2 separate regions of the Pan troglodytes genome follow, and region 2 is linked to region 1. Evidence: chromatin contacts called from public Hi-C data. All regions are on one chromosome and are shown on one strand. The core of a region is the stretch at or near the end of the contact, and the rest is flanking DNA. Distances in the headings are between cores, read along the strand shown.

Region 1 (7,549 bases), core at 3,774-6,273:
ATGGCTACTGAGGCTTCAAAGGGGCAATGTATCATGCAAATAATTTTTTTCAGCTATGACGTGTACAGTTCAGTTTGATTTATTTTTGATGTCACAAACAAAATGGAAAGTTAGCGCTTTAAAAATGAGCATGGCTGGCTGAATAAATAAATAATATGCTCTTGGCCAGAATCTGCCAGTGCCTCCTTAATTGTCCATTGATTCTTTAATTCTCTGCACTTTAACATCTACGGCAATTAAGAGGCCACAGAGCATGGAGATGTCTTTTGTTAAACAAATTAAGGAAACTGGGTTTTAGAAGGTCTAGTTCTTCCTCGGGCTTTGACCTAGCATTTAAAGGCGGGAAGCGAAGTTGCCCAATGAAAGCCAGTTGCCCTCCGTGGTTTCTTCTGGAGCACGACTGTACTCTCACCTTGTTTTTCCAGCCATGAATATTTATAGCGTGTCCTCAGGCCACGCACATATAGAACATGGTGTGACTCAGAGAGCAACGGAGACCCTGAGCGTCCCTCCTGTCAATTACTGGGAGGTATGGAGGTGGCCTGGTGTGGCTTCCCTCCAGAAGATGCTGGTTCCCATGTTTTAGATCCTGGCAGACCAGCCCCAGGATACCCAGCAAGGGTCCTGGGAAGTCTCCTCCATTTCTTGCAGGGAGAGAAACACTCTGGAATCTTTGTTTCTTTTCTTTCTTTTTTCCTTTCCTTCCTTCCCTCCCTTCCCTTCTGCTTCCGCTTCCCCTTCCTTCCTCCCTCCTTCCCTCTCTCTTTTTCTGTTTCTTTCCTTTCTTTTTCTTTTTTCTTTCTTCTTTTTTTTTTTTTTTTTTGACAGAGTCTCGCTCTGTTGCCCAGGCTGGAGTGCAGTGGTGTGATCTCAGCTCACTGCAACCTCCGCCTCCCGGTTTCAAGCAATTCTCCTGCCTCAGCCTCCCAAGTAGCTTGGATTACAGGTGTGTGCCACCATGTCCGGCTAATTTTTGTATTTTTAGTAGAGATGGGGTTTCACCATGTTGGCCAGGCTGGTCTTAAACTACTAACCTCAAGTGATCCCCCCACCTTGGCCTCCCAAAGTGCTGCGATTACAGGTGTGAGCCACTGGGCCTGGACTGGAATCTTTCTTTTATCCCCATTTCCAGCTGGATCAGAGTCACCAGCCATTCTTAGTGCCCCCAACAGAGGCTTCCAATACCATCCAGAAAGGCTCCCAGAACCCCATGGCCACCAGAGCCTCCTGGCTCACCAACCCCCGACTTCCAGTCTTCTAAACTGCAGAAAGTCTGCGTTCTCTCCCCACCTCCACCCCTTGCCTTTCCCCTAACACTGCACTCTGAGGCTCCCTCCTCCAGGAAGAATTTCTGAACCCTCACCCTGGCCTCCCACCAGGTGTGGAATGGCGGCCCCTCAGTTCCCATGGCCTGCTGTGATTCAGCTGCTGGTACTGTGGGCCCCTCCAGAGCAGGGCGTAGTTTTTTATTATGTAACCCCAGCATATAAAACAGGACCCAGAACATCATCTGCTCTCAAAAATATTTTGTCAAATGAATAAACAAGTAAGTCCATTTCCCCCAAGCAAATGCTATAGATAGAGGTGCATTTAACAGAGGGTGAGATGCCCAAAGGGAATTCCATGACTGCATCCTTGTCTTGTGTGTTCCAGCATCTCAGGCCCCTTTGAAAGGGCCTTCCTTATATTCCTTCTAAGCACCCCACTTTGGGGTCAGGTAAGGTCTGATGAGGTTAGATAAGAAAATGAGTGCAGAATACCCAGTGAGCAGCTCACACCAGTGGCAGGGAACCTCCTCTGCACCTCGTGACTCGTGGAAGGTTGTGGACAGGTGGTGCCATCTTAGCCTCTGGTGGATGCAGACTAGGCCTGTCAGGATACTTGTGAGTGATATGAAGAAAAAGCCGGATCCTGCCAGGCTTTAGACCCTTGAACCTTAGATCTCTGACCACATCAATGTGTCACTAAGGCTGAAACCTCCCAACCTGCAAAAGCAAATGTACATGCCTGGACAGTTCTGGGTTGGCTGTGCCAGTTAAGAGCTGTGTGATCTTCGAGAAGTTACTCCACTTCTCTGGGCCTCAGTTTGCTCCTCTATAAACTAGGGTCAATAATAGTGCCGCCTCAAAAGGTGATTGTAGGACTTAAACATGAAGCCCTGGCATCCGGGTTGCACTCAATCTATATTTTATTATTTATGTCCCTTAGCTGCGGCCTGAAGACAACAAGATCTGCTGAATGCTTCTCTGTAGAAATCTCAAGCAGGCCAGCTTTGTCTGCTTCTATGCGTTCTTCCAGAGTCGCGGCTACCCCATCTCTCTAGGTCCATAGGGGTCCGTCATTTCCCCCACGCTGGAGACCCAGTTGCCAGTCCTCCCTCCACTTTCCCCTGGAACTGCCATGGGATGCTCCTTGGCTGTAATTATGGCCCCAGGGTGCAGCTGCCATCAGAACACCTGCTGCCCAGGCCCTGCTCTCAGGGTGCGAAGCTGGGATCCCCTGTTCAGGCACAAAGACCTCAGCTGGCTGCCTTAGGGACCCCTCACCTGCCTCTCCGCTCTGAGTCCTCATTTCTCTCTCCATCAGCATCATTACATTAGAATTCTCGCCCTTCCACTTATCAAATCAGCATCGTGCCTGTCTGTCTCCGCCACTGTCAACAACGCAGCTTCTTGTGTCTCTTGCAACCGGGCGTCTGGGCCGCCCCTCTCTCTCTGGCAATTATGATTCCTTCCCCAGCTCACATCGAAAGTCTTTGTTCTTCTCCCTGAACGTTCAAGTTAATTTCCACTGACTGTTTATTCAGCCTTTGTACTGGCTGGCTTGCTACTCGCTCAGGAAAGGCAGGCCTTTGAGGCAGAGTGGGAAGGCAGAGCAACAGTTTGGGACAGGAAGGAAAGACACTTCAGAGAGTGAGGGGGCGAGGCAGGAGTCCTGAGGGCCCCGGAACGTGGGCGTGGGGAGGGGAGGAGGGAACCCAAGAGGGGTAGCCTGCCAATTCCCAGGTTCTGCTTTTCGGGTTAGCATCTTGGGGTATTTCTTCCCCGTGTAAGCGTGCGTGCAGATGCACGTGGCTACGAAGGCGCGTAGAGTCACAAACCTACAGATGCGGGAGGCAGAAAAAAATAGCTCTTGGCAGTTGCAGCTATCTCTCTGTGGGCCTTCTGTTCTGCCGAGCATCTGAGAGTTTGGGAGGAGGTTCTGGGCCAGCAGAATTGCGCTGCTCTGAAAAGGGAAGAATTTGGGGGCAGAGAAGAACCTGATCCCACAGGGAGGAACAAAGAGGAGAGTGGGGACTGGAAGGGGAGATGGGGAGGGAGGGAAGGCTGGGGTGGCGTGGCCGCAGGGGAGGAAGTCCCGGCCAGGGCGGCCTGAGGAATACCACGCGCCCTTTTAAGGTGTTTGCCCTGTGGTGCCGATTCGGTTTCGGGTAGCAGCCTTGTATTTGAGGTGCTTGGAGATGGGGCTGGGGGTGAGGTGGGGTCGGGCCAGGAAACGAGGAGGGAAAGGAAGAGATGTCTCATTTATGAATGCTTAACCAGAGTGGAGATAAAGCCACAGCCAGGAGACCCAGGGCTGAGCAGAATTTGGGGGAGGCTGGAAGTCTAGAAACTCAGCTCTCTGGAATTTGGAGAAATTTTGGAGATAGTTTTGGACTGTGGAAATAGAAATGGGCGGTCTAATCAATGCTACCCACCTTATGGGGCCAGGAGACCCCAGCTGACATCTGGGATTCTCTATATAAACACAGCCCTCCAGTATTTTCATAATCTAAAAATGCATACAAGCAATTATATGTAACACACAACATAAGACATTTATAAATCTATGAAATCATATGAAAATATAAATGAGAAAATCAAATATATTTAATATAAATACACGTATAAATATACGTTTTAGTATGTAATCATATATATACATAAAATGTAGAATACATAATCATATTTTTAATATATGTAATATAAATAATATCTTGGGACACAAAATAAAGTCACGTCTTTTACTTTCCCCATTCTGACCGCCTCTAACTTGTATTTGAAGTGTATAGGCCATTTACATTTTTTAACTTTATTGATGTATAATTAGAATAAAATAAACTGTACGTCTTTAAAGTATGCAACTTTAAAAGTTGTTTTTTTTTTTTTTTGAGACAGAGTCTCACTGTGTCACCTAGGGTGGAGTGCAGTGGCGCAATCTCGGCTCACTGTGACTTCTGCCTCCCGGGTTCAAGTGATTCTGCTGCCTCAGCCTCCAGAGTAGCTGGGATTACAGGTGCCCGCCACCATGCCCGGCTAATGTTTTGTATTTTTAGTAGAGATGGGGTTTCACCATGTTGGCTAGGCTGGTCTTGAACTCCTGACCTCAAGTTATCCACCTGCCTTGGCCTCCCAAAATGCTGGAATTACGGGTGTGAGACACCACGCCCGGCCATACAACTTTATAAGTTTTGACCTATGTACACATCCGTGAACTCATCACCACAATCAAGATAATGAACATATCCATCACCCCCCAAGTTTACTTTTTTCTAGGTAGTCCTTTCTGCCCCTCCCTCCCATCCCCCCCAGACAACCAACAATCTGCTTTACATCACTGGAGATTCGTTTGCATTTTCTGGAATTTTAAATAAATGGAATCAGGCGTATGATTCTACTTGGCTTCTTTCACCCGGCATCACTTTTTGAGACTTATTCATTTGCTTTGCGTATCAATAGTTCTTTCCTTTTTACTGCTGAGTTCCACTGAATGGTTGTACCACACTTTGTTAATCCAGCCACCTGCTGAAGGACATTTGGGTTTAACATTTAAATGAAAATGCCTCCCACATCCCATATCATGAATTGTAAGAAGTTCCTCTCTTTTCCTGAGTTTCTCCTCATTTCTGGAGTGCTCCAAGAGCTGCAGAGTTAATTTCTCCCTGGGCCAGTAAGTTCAGGACCTGCTGCCAGCACAGGTAAGCTGCTCAGTCTCCTGCTCTGGGCCAGGCTCCTCACTGCTCTGCCCCATCGGCCCCTCACAGGGCAGCGTGGGCATAGGAGGCAGGCTCACACCGTGCCTCAGGGAGCTGGTCAGGAGCCCAGGCAAGCCCTGCTCTCAGCTCGCTCCAAGCAGATACAGCTGTGCCTCTCCACTCGGTCAGGGCACATTCTGGGCCTCCCCAGGGGTACACACGTGCACACATGGCCACACTCCCCTGGAAGCGAGCACTGCAAAGTCTCAGCCTCTGCTGGGGCCGCACAAGCCTCCCAGCTGTTTCAAGGAGGCTCTTCTCACTGCAGTCTCCCATGTTTCCATCCCCGCCTCCTGACTAGTCTCTCCCTCTCCTTCAATCCCCTTCATCCACACTGGCCCTTTGCTGTTCCTCAAGCACACAGGTGTACTCCTGCCCCAGCACTTTTGCACGTGCCCTTCCCTCTGCCCAGAATGCTTTTCCCTCAGGTGAGTACTCCTTCACTTCCTTCAGGCCTTTACTCAAAAGTCGCCTTCTCCAGGAAGCCTGCTGTGGCCACCTTATACCTAAAATTTCAGCTGGGCACGGTGGCTCATGCCTGTAATTCCAGTGCTTTGGGAGGCTGAGGTGAGTGGATCACTTGAGCCCAGGACTTCAAGACCAGCCTGGGCAACATAGCAAGACCCCTGTCTCTCCAAAAAAAAAAAAATTAGCTGGGCATGGTGGTTGAGTCGGGAGGATCGCTTGAGCCCCAGAGATCGAGGCTGCAGTGAGCTATGATCACACCACTGCACTCCAGCCTGGGCGACGGAGTGAAACCCTGACTCTAAAATTACATTACATAAAGTAAAATTTCACCCCACCACCCTTTAATTTTCCCTTTCCCAGGCTGACTTTTCTCTTTGGCAGGAGTCACCATTGCACGGCATAGTTTACTTCTCTCTTGTTTATCATTGTCTCCCCCATTGGACTGTAAGCTGAGGGCAGTAAGTAGTCTGCTTTGTTCATCACAATTCCCCACCCCTAGAGGGCCTGGCACATAGTAGGTGCTTAAATACTTGTCAAAAGAATGAGTGGATAAATGGACATTTGTTTCACGTTCATTCTATTGGAAAAGAGAGTCCCCATCCCTCCAGGATGAATAGCCAAGGGTGATTTCAATCTGAACAGGATGTGTAATTTCCATACTGAGAGATGGGCACATTTAGCTCACTTAGTAAGTCCTGATGCAACCTGATCCTGTGCTGACACCGAATCACACGGCTGTCAGAGTCTCCCCAGGCCTTAAGGAACAGCACCTCTAGTTGTTTGCAAACTTAAAAAAAAAAGGTACAGTGGATCTCCTCTTTTTTTCCTCAAAGAAATCTTTCTGGACTTTCATTATACAAAACATATAACATTGATGTTTTGTTAGCATGAAACTACATGCACACATTTATAGTATTTACTTATTAAATAAGGACATCGAGATTGATGAAAATACAAAGTTGACTACGTGCAATGTGATACATCGGATTGGATCCTGGAACAGAAAAACGACATCAGTGGAAAAACAAGTGAAATCTGAATAAAATCTAGAGTTCACTTCAAAGTGACATACCGCTGTTGGTTTCTTAGTTTTGATAAATGGTAATGGATGTGGGTAATATTAGGAAAAAGTGAAAGTGGGGGAGGGGTATTTAGGAACTGTTGGTGCTATCTTTACAAGTTTTCTGTGAATATAAAATTATTCCCAAAAAGAAAGTTTATTATTTATTTATTTATTTATTTTGAGACAGAGTCCCACTGTGTCGCCCAGGCTGGAGTGCAGTGGCATAATCTTGGCTCACTGCAACCTCCGCCTCCCGGATTCAAGTGATTCTCTTGCCTCAGCCTCCGAAGTAGCTGGGATTATATATGTGTGTCACCACGCCCGGCTAATTTTTTTGTATTTTTAGTAGAGACGGTGTTTCACCATGTTGGCCAGGCTGGTCTTGAACTCCTGACCTCAGGTGATCTACCCACTTCAGCCTCCCAAAAGTGCTGGGATTATAGGTGTGAGCTACCTTGCCTGGCCTAAAGAGAAAGTGTATTTAACAAATGTATATTGCATCCCTGGAGGTTTAGTGGTTAGGATGTGGTGCCTCTCTCACCGGTGCAGCCCAAGTTTGTTTCCTGGTCAGGGGAAAAAAAAATATTTCTTATTGCATTAGTAAATAGATTTAACAAACAAAAAATACAAATTTGAAATTACGGTTATGGATGACCATTAGCATCTTCCACAACATATAAATTATTGCCATGTTTTGCTTTGGTGATACAATATTGAAAAAATCTTGACTCTCCCAGCTAAGCAGTCCAAAATGGCAACAGATTTTGACAGCTGCTCGCCTTGCGGTCGTAGGATATGCTCCAATTAAACTGAGAAGGCGAGAGAGGCTCATTTCGAGTTCTCTAGAAGAATGGGGAAAGCAGATAGTCCACATGAGTGCAGCGCTGGTCTGCAAGGGGTTATCATTTTGAACAAAGCACATTAGAATATGCACGTTGTTGCCTCTAGTTTTAAAATAGTTTTAAATATTTTTGAAAGATGATTAGATTAAACATTTGCAGACC
Region 2 (7,549 bases), core at 2,987-5,486, 270 kb after region 1:
AGGTCTCCTTGCCGTCATTCCTCTCTCCTCTCCCTCATCCCATCCTGCCCGAGGTGGCAGCTTCTCCAGCTGTTTATTTCAGGTGGCAATCAAGATGGGTAAGACTGCTATCAAGGGGCTGAGCTAAGGGAGTTTAAATATGTCATTACTGTAAGTGGAGTGGGTACAGAATGACACACCGGGAGCTTTAAATAACTTAAATTGGAGGCTTGTAAACCCTTTTGTGTTTTTCTTCCACCTTCCTCCCAGAAAATACACCCCCTCTCCCCAAGGTTAAAGATGTTGTTACTTGTTTATATTTAAGATCGGTCACGAAGCGTGGCCACTGGCATAAGGACTCTGCCAACTGAGGTTAACAGCTAACAGGTTGGCAGAATCCACACGTCACCATGAGCTACCCAGGGGTGAGGATGGCATTCCCACCCCTGGGTAGCTGTTCCGGGGTTGTCTGTCCTTGGAGAAGGGTAAGGCAGCAGATACTCCAGGGCTTCATGCTGGGCCTAACAGTGGACTGACCTCCCTGGGACAGCCTGACGGGTTGTTCCTTTGCTGGCCTCGGCTTCTCTTCTCAGGGAAGGGGTTGGAAAACTTAAAAAGGGCCAGATATTAAATATTTGCAGCTTTGCAATCCATGTAGTCCTTGTTGCAGCTACTCACGTCTGCTCTTGCAGGATGAAAGCAGCCATCACCAGCAGGTAAACAGATGCATGTAGTTGTGTGCCAATAAAACTTTATTTACAAAAACAGGTGATGAACCAGATTTGGTCTGTGGACCATAGTTTGCTGACCCCTGGACTGAATTATTCCTAAGGTTAGTTTTAAGTTTGAAAAGTCAGTAATGTAGAAAGTATTCAAACATTAATAGGATGGATAGATTATAATCTAAGGTATCTACAGGCTATAACCAAAATAATACGTTGTCAGTAGTAATAAGCATGGTATATAATCAGCAGTCTAAACCATGTTAGAGTTTATTTTGGGACTTCATGACGCAGGGACAGTGAAGGGATTCTTTATTTGGAAAAAGCCACTATTTATAAACTGGAACTTCATCCTATGAGTAAGAGCCAGAAAAACTGTTATAGTATTTCCATCTCCCTATTTCACCAGCTAGATGTAATTAATGAAACTCGGAATTTTTGAGGTCCAGGTTTTACTATGAAGATCCTTTTACGGTGCGCTGTTTCTGAATTGGAGTTACTGGTGCTAAGCTTTCTAATGCATTTTACAATGTGCTTCTCAAGGGTGTCAAGTGAGATGGTTGGCAGATCTATTATGTAGGTGGTGAGGCTGACGTTGAGAAAGGTGAGGAAGTTCTCCAAGATCACTCAGCCCATGCTGAGGAGAGCCTGGATAGTCACTTGTTTGTGCACAACCTACCCTTCGCCTCTTTTTACTGTTTATAAAGCCCCACCTCCCACTTTACCACCAAGCAGCATCTTTCTCAGAAGGAGCAGGTTTTGTTCATTTGTCAAAAACGTTGATATACAGTAATTTGTTTTACTGCCCTGGGTTTCTTAGTGGACGTTATCTGTGTTCCTGATTCCATACACACAGGAATGATGTATATAGGCCATTCCAAAAAATGGCAGGTAAATGATGCTCCAGATATGCCCGTGTAGACCCTGGCGACGAGGCGGCCTGTTCTGCACTGTTCTCCCGGCAGAGCCACCCGGAAGAGCCCAGCCTGGTAATTAAAATGCACTGGATCAAAGAAACTCCACACACACGGGCTTCCTCCTTCTCCCCTTCAGGCCCCTCCTTCAAGTACCGGTTTCTTAAATTCTCACTTATAGGATTTTGGAGATCAAAAAGAGGCCTTTAAACTTAATGAATTCTCGGCTTCGTCCCGGATGGAGCGGTTCCGCACCTTTCAGCTGTTCCCGGCAATGATAGGGCAGCTCAGTGCCGAGCTCGCTAGGTAATTCTCGCTTTCTAGAACTCCTGTGAAAGCAAAGCAGCCCGCATTTGGAGGCTTCCAATTATACTTCACATGGTGAACTGTGTAATTAGTTTGGAAGACTTATGCTTAGTCATTGGTTTATCCTAATCGGCTTTGGCTTTCCCCAACAACAAAGTGAGCTTATTTTGCTAAGCTGAAACGACTCTGCACCCTTTGTTCCTGCCTTTTATTGTCTCATTCCTTTCATTCTGTGTTACTGCCAAAGTTCTGTTTCATTAGGCCTACAAGTCATTTCCAATTCAGTGGGCTGCTACAATCCGGCCTTTATCACGGGCTGCTCTGGTTCCCATGTCCCTTCTGGGCCAGTGCCTGAGTTTGTGGTTTGACATGAGGGCTTTAACCCCTTCCTGTGCCAGCCCCTCACTGTGGTGGCCGGGAAGAAAAGGCCTTCCAGGAACCGGCGTGGAAAGTTACAGCTCTTGAGGTCTCGTCAAAGTGGGAGATCGCTGTGGAAACCAGGTGAAAGGGTCCTTGGAGCCCTTTGTGTCGGATTGGGGTTGTGTGGGGGCCCATAAAAGTTAACTTGAGCTCTGGAGAATGGTGTGTGAAAGCTTTTTAGGGGAAGAAAAAAAGAAAACAAGAGTGAATTTTTTTTTAATGTAATGAGACCTTCCCATTTATCCAGCCAGCGTGGGCGATTGTGGGTGAGTGAGGCCCGAGGAAGCGCTGGGTGCCTGCGATCTCCCAGCTCCGGGGTTTTCTGTGGAGGTGCGAAGCTGCATTCATGGCCCCCACTCAGACACCCCTTTTGATACTGTATGTGTGAGGAGAGTCATACCTGGAATAAAAGTCTCATAAAGCCCGTTGAAATTTAAAAGGCATGAGATCTGTGAGAAGATAAATAAGCCTGAGAGTGGACTGTGATCCTCAGGTAGTGTTTTCTTGCTTTAAATGTGTGTCGTAGATAAACAGAGCTCTGTGCCGTGTGGTTCTCTCAGAGGAGGCTTGGAAAACAAAAGTCTTGTGTGTCCTTTGTGGACATCTGAGCTCCCGTGAGGCTTTGTCCTCTGAAGTGGTTCATGTAGGTGGGTTGCCCGGGGAGTGGTCAGCCTCCCGGGCCTCACCCTGTCCTCTGCTCCACCTTTTTCTGGAGAGCCTGGGTGTTGCCCTTCAGACCTTCTTCAACGACAATTGTAGGCTGGACCAGGAAGGACCATGCGCACGCTCTTCCCTGGCTGAAGGCTACTTTTGTGTTTAAATTTTCTTCCTCTAATAGCCCAGAACAAAGCCAACACTGTCCCCATGTTTTATTAATCTTCTGCCTGGTTTGTGTCAGCATCTCCCTCTGGAAGTGTGTCATAAGGGGAGGGGACTTTATTTGCCCCCTGACCCCTGGCCGAGCTGCTCAGTGGGAAACAGCACAGTGAGTAGACAGGAGAATCCTGCTTCCTCTGCCTCCTCCACCTTCTAGGCCAGGTGGCAGAGGCAAACAAACCTTACCCACGAGTAATATGATCCTGGGGCTTTGCAGGTAAACCCTCCTGCTAAACAACTTTGTGTTTTCCTGGTGAACTTTTCCTCCGTAGACTGATTTCGGCTGAAGCCAGTAAGGTTGTCGAGTTCTAAAGATTGAGCACCCTAACGTTACTTCTCTTAAATTTTCGTATTTTTGCTTCAAAAAGGAGATTCTGAAATAGTGGGTTTCTAGGAAAACTTCCCATTTCCCTCTTAGTATATAAAATATAGCCAGCTGTTGTTAGGCAAAGGCATCAGACATTATTATTGCTCGTTAACAGTGTTTTAAAATATACAAATAGAAAACTAGGATGCCTTCTGGGTAGCAAGCTGGGAAAACTTTGAGATTATGCTAATCAAATGCCATGTGCATTTGCATAGTAGGTAGAGGAACAAGGCTGAATAGAAGAACAAGGCTCAAACTTCAGCTTTGCTGTTTGACCGCATTTCCTGGTATGATTTAGCTGTATTTACTTTTTCTGCTGCGGCAAGGAGAGGAGAGCCAGCGGTAGGGGAGCCCTTGGGCACAAAGGAGTTAATGAGCCCTGGGTGGGTAGGGGCGGGGGGCCGGTATGAAGTACTTCCACCAGCTCACCTTCCCAGAGTCCTCCTGGGCCCTCTGAAGACGTCACTTACAATGGAGTTGTTAGTATGAGAAAATAAAGCCTTTTTCTCCCTAGATGTAGTTCAGTGGGAACTGAAAGTGTACCAGAAATCATGGTTCAAGCTTGTGCCAGTGGGTGCAAGGGGTGGTTCTTATGGAGGAGAAAGCGCAGTTCATTTAGACTTGGCATTGAAATCGAACTCTGTTGTTCGGTGGAGTGAACATTGATATGGAGATTCCCACCCGCCCCCCACCTCAGTAGGATACCCCCTTACACAGGTCCTGTATGCTTTTCTTTTTCTTCCATTTTCTTTCTTTATTTCCTTCTTTTGTCCTCTTAGAAATAGTCTCTCTGTAGACCGGCCAGATTTGTCAAGTTACCACCCTCTAAATTTTTACAGCTCCGTATATTCAGACTTGGTATTTGTGAATTAGCTAAAAGTGGGCTGCCAATCTGTACTTTATTTACATTCGAAGCCATATTAGTGAGAGCCCCAGAAAAAAATGTTAATATGCAGGAAGAGGCAAAAGGGTTGAGTTTCTGACTGTTGCTAACCTCACCACTGCCTTTAAAACCAATCATGAGGCACACGGCTGATATTTAATAGCTTTTAGCTGATTATTTTTCTTCTCCTCCTCTTTCTTTTCTATCCAAGTTGACCTGGGTGTACTTGAGTGGAAATGAAGTCATCCAAATGCTGAATTAGAATAATCACAGGCCTCTAAGAATGAAATGGAAGCAGAGATTAAATGGCGGAGGGAAAGCTGGCATTAATAAGGACCAGGAAAACTTTGCAGAAAATAAATAGGAGATGGAATAGATTGAATTTGTATATGCTGCTTCCATTTCTTCCTCCATTTTGTGTTGTCTTCCTAAGTCGAGTTACTGGCAAAGTGGGATTTGATTTGCCACAAGGCCACATACCTTCTGCAGCCTAGGTGATGGGCCTTTCTTCTTTGTGGGACGTTTGTGTGACCATTGATGTTTCCAGGAAGGAAGAATCTGATGGAGGGGCTGTTACCATGAAATGTTGATGATTACTTGGTACAAGTAGTGTGTGGGAGACAGATGAAAGAGTGTGGGGTACAGGCACGGTGGCTCACGCCTGTAATCCCAGCACTTTGGGAGGCCAAGGCGGGCGAATCATGAGGTCAGGAGTTCGAGACCAGCCTGGCCAACATGGTGAAACCCCGTCTCTACTAAAAATACAAAAAATTAACTGAGCGTGGTGGCGGGCACCTGTAATCCCAGCTACTCGGGAGGCTGAGGCAGGAGAATCTCTTGAACCCAGGAGGTGGAGGTTGCAGTGAGCCGAGATCGTGCCACTGCACTCCAGCCCGGGTGACAGCGTGACACTCTGTCTCCAAAAAAAAAAAAAAAAAAGGTGGGGGGGAGTATGGGAGCCAGTGCACAACAGGCCAACTTAATATTATGATGATTCCTCCTCGTAGGGAGAAGACCTGGGCAGGATGCAGGTGGGGTGACTGGTTGTCTGGGTTTGCCTGTGACTAAGGGGGTTTCTAGGAACTTGGGCCTTGCAAACTAGAATGAATTGGTCACCTTCAAGCGGAGTTTGGAGAAGTCAAGACACTTGGCTTGACACTCTAAAAGGGTCAACATCTTCCTTGACCACCTCCAAGGAGATTTAAATACTCCTTCCTGCGTGCTCCAGAACACTAACTTCATACCTGTTTACATTCTGCCTTCTTCATTTAATCCAGCTGCTGGGTAAACAGCCAGCACGGGGCCTTGCGTGAGCACAGGCCGGCAAGTGTTAGATGAGCAAGTGGCTGCTGAAGGCAGGTCAGACAGACCCACAGTCTGTCTGTCTGTGCACCCCTCTGGGCTTCTATTTGGGGATTATTTCTGTGTCTCTTGAAAAAAAAAATTCTGCCCCAATGTAGTGAAAAGTGAGCTTCTTGTAGTTAAAGAGCAAAATAAGGATTTAATTAAATTAAAAAAAAAAGAAAAGAAAACCCAGCAGAGTGGTTTGTTTACAGGAAGTCGTTTTTAGGTGGTCTGTTATAGAAGATGTAATTTGTGAAAGTAGATTAGTTGTAAATTAGAGATTTTGGGTTGTCGAGGTCGCTAACCATCTTTTATAATTGGCGGCAGAGGTAAATATTTTCAGATTTGCTTATAGAGTGTTAGTATTGACAAAACAATTTAAGGTGTTTTTCACTTAAGGAAAAATAAGTGAGAGTATGGAATGATCAGAGACGGGCTTCCTGATCTTATTCCCAGCTTTCTTATGGAATGACAAGGGTATGGAAAGCAACAGGGAGATGAAATGCTGGAGTAGTTTGCAAGGGAGCTTGCAGATTCTCTGATAGGGAAACAGTTTTATTTATTTGTTTATTTATTTTATTTTACTTATTTATTTAGAGACAGGGTCTCACTATGGTTTCCCAGGCTGGAGTGCAGCAGCACGATTTCAGCTCACTGCAGCCTCAGTCTCTGGGGCTCAGGTGATTCCCCAACCTCAGCCTCCCAAGTAGCTAGGACTACAGGCATGCACCACCATGCCTGGCTAATTTTTTTGTATTTTTAGTAGAGACAGGGTTTCACCGTGTTGCCGAGGCTGGTCTCAAACTCCTGGACTCAAGTGATCTGCCTGCCTCAGCCTCCCAAAGTGTTGGGATTACAGGCGTGAGCCACCACACTCAGCCGATTTTTATTCTTTAATAAGAGCAACCCATTTCTTTTATCAACAGACTTGTTTTCTTAGCAAAAAGGGAGGACGTATTGATGTCACTGCTTTCCATTCAACTACGTTGGTATTTGTGTTCAGATTTAGGGATTCCTGTTTGCCCGAACCGTTCATGTATCTTTTACCTTGTAATTGTCCCAACAGCCCTGTGAGGTAGGATCATTATCCCTATTTTAAAATTAGGTAAGGAAGACTAGGAGAGCATAAATGACTATGTAAGACCCCTCAGCCCAACGGCAGTGGGACCCAAGGTTCAAATCTAGACTTCCTGGGTGAGGACTCTGGGTTTGTTGTTAAACTTAAGCTGTTTATCCTGAGGTGATCTTCTTTGGGGTGGCCCTGACCAGTTGTTTGTAGTGCCATAGAGTTACTATGGTATGGCCGGGCGCAGTGGTTCACACCTGTAATCCCAGCACTTTGGGAGGCTGAGGCGGGTGGATCATGAGGTTAGGAGTTTGAGACCAGTCTGGCCAACATGGTGAAACCCTGTCTCTACTAAAAATACAAAAATTAGCAGGGTGTGGTGGCGGGCGCTTGTAATCCCAGCTACTCAGAAGGCTGAGGCAGGAGAATTGCTTGAACCTGGGAGGCAGAGGTTGCAGTGAGCCAAGATCACACCATTGCACTCCAGCCTGGGCGACAAAGCAAGACTCCGTCTGGGGGCGGGGCCAGGGGGAAGAATTACTATGGTACATCTTTGAGGAAGGTCACTCTGACTATGGTTGCTTGGTTGTTGGTTTTTTTTTGGAGTCTCTGTCACCCAGGCTAGAGTACAGTGGCGCGACCTCGGCTCACTGCAACCTCTGCCTCCCAAGT

Evidence for each region. Hi-C and Micro-C count contacts between places; a contact is called where the count stands out from the background.
Region 2: a Hi-C map of induced pluripotent stem cells shows a contact between it and region 1, with 2.6 times the contacts expected there. The contact joins two enhancer-like sites. A contact is called at or near these places in 3 of 7 Hi-C or Micro-C datasets (induced pluripotent stem cells and stem cell-derived neural progenitor cells).

What each region holds. Positions count from the first base shown.
Region 1 is chr19:70,252,593-70,260,141 of NHGRI_mPanTro3-v2.0_pri, forward strand. LOC107969279 (a long non-coding RNA gene) reads left to right here. Exons shown (of 3, transcript XR_001711009.4): 3 at 1-736. Among named protein-coding and RNA genes, the nearest start is that of AKAP1, 40 kb to the left of the region's middle. Within about 2 kb of position 5,024, at least 3 of the 24 cell types and tissues checked have an H3K27ac peak or open chromatin away from gene starts, as enhancers often do. A contact at or near this core is called in induced pluripotent stem cells, where this site is marked.
Region 2 is chr19:70,525,300-70,532,848 of NHGRI_mPanTro3-v2.0_pri, forward strand. The region is part of intron 6 of MSI2 (musashi RNA binding protein 2); the gene reads left to right. Among named protein-coding and RNA genes, the nearest start is that of MSI2, 150 kb to the left of the region's middle. Within about 2 kb of position 4,237, at least 12 of the 24 cell types and tissues checked have an H3K27ac peak or open chromatin away from gene starts, as enhancers often do. A contact at or near this core is called in induced pluripotent stem cells, where this site is marked.